2 separate regions of the Zea mays genome follow, and region 2 is linked to region 1. A link is a contact called in public Hi-C data. All regions are on one chromosome and are shown on one strand. Each heading gives the region's core, a stretch centred on a gene start, on an enhancer-like site or on the middle of the called end of the contact. The rest is flanking DNA. Distances are from core to core; before and after follow the strand shown.

Region 1 (2,700 bases), core at 166-2,665:
AGTGAGACCTCATGGTTGACAATTCTAGATGCATAAAACGTTAGCTGAATCGAGTGCGCATTTAGAGCTCATGGTTGACAATTCTGGCCACTTATAAGACGATGGCTGAATTTGGTGTGAAGTTTGATGTCATGCTTTATTAGACTATTAGATTGATACTTCTGAATTCGATTTCTATTTTGAATTTGACCTTTGTTCCTATGTGGGCCTCACCAAACGTTATGTTTCTTGTACAGTTGTCCAATATGAAGCGCGCTGAAGAGTGAAGACAAGGGAAAACACTGAAGATGGTTGATCTATTACTCGCCACATTACCTATGTAAACAGTCTTCTGGGGGAAATGAAAATGTCAGACTTAACGTTTGTATGTCGTGTGCCTCCTTTGAACCTGAGCTGTATAATTTGTAACGCTTGAACTGGGGACTGATTTGAGAACTGAGACACTGCAGCAATATGTTGATGGGTCCTAAGTGGCGAATCTAATGCATGCGTGTTATGCCAGCGTTATTTTTGGTTACTTGTTTGCCTCCAACGGTCCAAAAATGATGGGTGTTGAGCAGAGGTATATCTATTTATACGGCTGGAGGGTTGCTTGCGTCCATAGTTACGCCGTCGTTCATCCATTCATTCAGAAGTGATGAAAACTGTGACGGACTGACGGGGTGTGATTCGGTTGTATGCTTGTATTGCTAGATTACTTTTTTTTTGCCTGTACATTGACAACACATTTGCCGTTCATAACCAGTCACGGCGAAACTTTGGGTTCGTTCGAAATCGCATTTTAATTGCCATACCTGTTGTTTTGATTTGAGAAATCATATTTTAATCGCAGGAGGCAAGCAGACCAAATCACCGCATGCAGGGCGCCCACAACAAGCTGTCGTCCACAACAAGCTGTCGCCCGTGTGTCACGGCTTTTAATTGAGCGATTCCCGCGCACCTCTCCCCTGCCATGGATGCAAGAGGATCTCAAACAGATTAGCTCATTCAATGCTAAAAAGTGCCCCCGCCCCCTGCATTTTAAATTATATTATTTGGTATACACTACATAACGAAGCATAATTATAAGACGTCTTGATTTGTATGCATTATTTTTGCATATCCAAATACATAAAATCTAGGCATACAGAAGAAAAAAAAGCAAAACGTCTTATAAATACGAAATAGATTGAGTACACAAAGAAACATAGTTGATATAACAGATTACTCATCGTGTCTCCTATTCTATCTCTAGTCTGCTATCTAAAAGTTCGAATTATATTGGTAATCTGTTAGGGAAGAAGAAGAAGGAAAAAGATATTATCAATAAATGAAGATCATCGGTAAACGAAGGCCATCAATTGTAAAAATTCTGTTGGTGAGTTGGAGATGGTTAATGCACCGGAAACTGAAAGCTTACGGCTACGTCCGACACCCCGGGCCCGTCACGCGTCAGACAAGCTGGAGTACCGCTGCCGCACAGACTGCAGCGCGTGCGCACTGGTACGCCCCCTTCTCCTCTTCTCCAGCGCACGCATATATACGGATACCGGCATGGTGACAAGCCCACAGAGTACGCAGGCAGGACGCGACGCAGCGCCGAAGCAACAAGGATGGCGCCCGAGATTCAGAGCCTGTGTCCGAGTACGACGGCCGCGCTCCTCCTGCTGGCCGCCTGCCTCGCCGCCGCGGTGGCAGCGCTCGACGCTGCGGACTACGCCAGGCCGCCGCTGCCTGCAGGCGGAGGCGGCCGGCGCGTCCTCTTCGCCAACGGGCTCGGGCTGACGCCGCAGATGGGGTGAGTGAGGAACGAAACCAGCACTCCGGATTCAGATGCATGCGCATGCGTGGCTTCCGCCGCTCCCCGGCTGTCTTGTCTGAGCCTTCCTTTCCGTGGGGTTTTCTTCTTCTCTTGTTGCGTTCTGTCGCCGCTTCGCAGGTGGAACAGCTGGAACCATTTCCAGTGCGACATCAACGAGGCGGTCGTCCGGAGCACCGGTCAGAGACCAGTACCCTCCAGCTCCTATCTGAAAAATCACCAGCGCCATTGTTGGTTTTTTTCTTTCTGATGATGATATGGCTATTGATTGATTCGCTGTCAACCTGCTTTGGGAACCCCCGCAGCTGATGCGCTCGTCGCCATCGGACTTGCAAAGGCTGGCTACACGTATGTCAACTTAGGTATCGCATCCTATCTCTATCTCTATTTCTCTATGGCTGCATCGGTTCAGTTGTCCAGTGTTACTGAAAGATGGCATCATTATTGGCTATTGCAGATGACTGCTGGGCGGATTCCGAGAGAACCAAAGAGGTAGTACGTACGAGTGCTGCTACGTGACCTTGTCGTCAGTTACTTTCAGTTAAATTCTTGCACTGCTGAAGCACGTGTTTGTTTAAGAGGAATGCTAATCGACTTGCTGACAGGGATACATGGTCGCTAACCCCAAGACATTCCCATCCGGAATCAAGGCCCTGGCAGATTACGTTCACAGCAAGGGGCTTAAGCTTGGCATCTACTCTTCCGCTGGGTACGTTCTCTCTCCCCCTCTCTTCTCCTTCAAACAAGTTCCGATTTTTTTGAAATCGCTCACAAGTGGGAATGAATTCACCCATAATACCAAAGTTTCCGCTACAAGGAATAGGATAAGTGTATCTGTTGAACTGAAACCGGACTTCTTTCCTTAAATTGCAGGACAAGAACTTGCAGCAACAGGATGCCTG
Region 2 (2,700 bases), core at 103-2,602, 450 kb before region 1:
ATGTCCTTTTGGCCAACTGTACAGAATAGGTGAAAGCAAATTTGCTGGTGCTCATTTGGAGGACCTGATTTGTTAGGAATAATATTCTAAAAGCTAATGGCAAGTTATACATACATGGTTTCAGTTATTTTTATCTAAGCAGATATGTGGACTCTTTCTACTTTTTCTGACAGGAAGCAGCAACAGATCGAGTATATAGTAAAGAGAACAAATATCTGCCTTTTTTTATTTACGAGCAAAACAGTCAGCATTTCAAATGATTTAAATTAATTAGTTGCGTATAGTCGTAGAGTATTCGGAGGTGACGGTAATTAAGCCATGTATGTATATATGCATAGTATATGATAAACTGGCCACTGATGATGGCGCATGTTCCGCACAGTATAATATAATGCAAGCGAGCCCCCCCCCCCCCCCCCCCCCCCCCCCCCCCCCCCCCCCCCCCCCCCCCCCCCCCCCCCGGTCGTCTGGTTGGTGTACACGCATGCATGCATTGACGACTGCAGGGCATCGGTGGAGGCCGACGGCGACAGGACGGATGGATGTGCCGGCGGGCGGGCGCTTGCCGCTGGGGCCTGGCGGCGGCCAACTAACCGAGCAGACGGCGTGGGAAGAGGCCCTACCCACACGGCCACACGTATACCCGGGCCGCTGCGGCACGAGCCAGCTGCCATCGTTGCGCTCAGCCCGGCCGCCGCCTCGCGTGGCATGTGCGGAGATTCTCGATCGCGGCATGCGAGATGCGGAGAGGCGCGAGCCAAGTTAAGGAGCTGAAAGCAACCCTCTGCACAGCATCACATGCATGGATGGTGGTCACGGCCTCACGGGCCCTGGGAGGGAGGCTGGGCCCCTGCTGTTGGTGCATTATTTTTCTTCGATCTCTAATGGGACCAAAAGCCATCAGGCCCATCACCTTGGTAGCGTTTACAAAATACATGTTTCTGCTTCTAACACGGCTACGTGTCTGCGTGTCGGCAGATACGATACGAGTATACAGGAGTATGAGACCACTATAGTTTAGTTTATTTTTATGTATATATAAAATTACAAAGCGTGCCTTACGTTTTGCATGTTGCCAATCGAACCGACGGCAGCATGTCGGAGTGATTTGCGCGCGTTATCCCTGCCCCCGGCCGGCGTAATAAGCTGACACTGACTGACGAACGACGACGGAGTAGGCTGACAAACCAGCATGCATGGTTCACACGCACATGCATGACCTGTCGTCTCGTACCGACCGAGTGTCGGCGCGCATTTATTTGTTTGTTTTTCCATCGACTCCACATGCATGGAAGCAACCATCAGATTATCACGCGATCTATCCGGAGTCCGGACCATATGCCCCCCCACACCTCGCGCAGGAACGTGGCCGTGGACCACCGGTCGCCGGGCGGTTACAACCGTCGGTTTAATTTCGCGGGCTCTCCCGTGTCTGGATGGGTGGCCGCCTCCGCCATTTACCGGCGCGCCATGTGATGGCGGGAAACAGATAGATCTTGCTCGCATCGACATATACGTATCACCGACCTCTCTTTACCAAGTGTTAGTGTTTGCCAAATATTTTTGAGGCTTCCGCAAGTGCTTGCGACACTCAGCAAAACAATCGGTTTCGATAGTATTTAGTGATATGATTTTAAGTTAATTAGTGTCGCGTGTAAAACCTGTGACAGATTTTATGTCTTTAATTGAATCTGATCAGCAACACGTAAATCACTAACACGACCACTTTAGTCACTAACACTAACACAATCAGTTTAGTGACATGTTTTATAAATATGTGTCACTAACAAAATACCTAGGCAAAAAAACTATTCTCTACTCAGCAGCCCCATGCGGCTGCTCCCACTCACTTTAGTGACCCTCGCTCACTTGGTGTTGGGGGACATTTGAATGAAATTTAGTTCAAGTTTAGTAGTCGGCTACATTGGGTGAGAATGAGGAGAAGAAAGAATGTTCACTACTAAAAAATCACCCTCTTGCAATGGATAAAAATCATTGCGATAGACCATAAATCATTGAAATAGGTACCAATTGCGATACAACAACCTCTGTTGCCTGGTTGCTATTGCCGAAAAATGAGTGGCAATAGGATATGACAACAATTTTATGTTTCGTTGCAATTACTATGTCCGTTGCAACGTATTCAAGTGTTGCGGCCGTTCATTGTTACAAATGCACTATTCTGTTGCAAGAAGTTATATTGCGACATTTAAGATAGTTGACAAAAAAACTCTATTGCCACAACAGATTTCATGGTAATAAGTGTTAATGCCACGTTTGACTATGTTGTAAATGTCTTTGTTAACACAAGATACTTTATGGCAACAAACACTAGTGCCACACACGTGACTCGTGGCAACAAGATGTATCGCATGCAAATGATTTTGTTGCATTTGATCATTTTGCAACATATGTGCCTCATGGCCGTGTTCAAAATAGATAGTAAAGCTACATTCACTAGTACACAGAAGCTCTATAGTGGCGGTCCTAGAGCTATTTGCACTGGCGTTTTCCAGTGCCGCCAGTGCTAGGGGCCAGTAGAAATCGGCCTTTTTTACAGGCGGTTTGTTTGCCAACCGCCAGTGTAAATAACATTATCACTGGCGGTTATCTTTAGCAGCCCGCCAGTGTGAATATCATTAGCACTGGCGGTTTGCTTAAGAAACCGCATGTGGAAATATTATTATCACTGCGGTGTCT

What was found. A called contact is a pair of places that touch in the nucleus more often than the background predicts.
Region 2: a contact with region 1 is called in a Hi-C map of ear, with 1.9 times the contacts expected there. The contact joins the enhancer-like site here to the promoter of LOC100191564 in region 1. A contact is called at or near these places in 2 of 25 Hi-C or Micro-C datasets (ear and endosperm).

The regions. Positions count from the first base shown.
Region 1 is chr7:41,732,688-41,735,387 of Zm-B73-REFERENCE-NAM-5.0, reverse strand. It overlaps LOC100191564, which reads left to right and starts at 1,415. Exons shown (of 16, transcript NM_001316917.1): 1 at 1,415-1,482; 2 at 1,561-1,777; 3 at 1,919-1,977; 4 at 2,104-2,160; 5 at 2,256-2,290; 6 at 2,404-2,507; 7 at 2,672-2,700. The coding sequence starts at 1,593. It overlaps LOC100285004, which reads left to right. Exons shown (of 3, transcript NM_001291580.2): 3 at 237-517. The coding sequence ends at 259. LOC103632284 (a long non-coding RNA gene) reads right to left here and starts at 1,912. Exons shown (of 2, transcript XR_555798.4): 1 at 1,400-1,912; 2 at 298-947.
Region 2 is chr7:42,184,188-42,186,887 of Zm-B73-REFERENCE-NAM-5.0, reverse strand. No RefSeq gene overlaps it. Among protein-coding and RNA genes, the nearest start is that of LOC541909, 66 kb to the left of the region's middle. Within about 2 kb of position 1,352, at least 19 of the 20 cell types and tissues checked have an H3K27ac peak or open chromatin away from gene starts, as enhancers often do. A contact at or near this core is called in ear and endosperm, where this site is marked.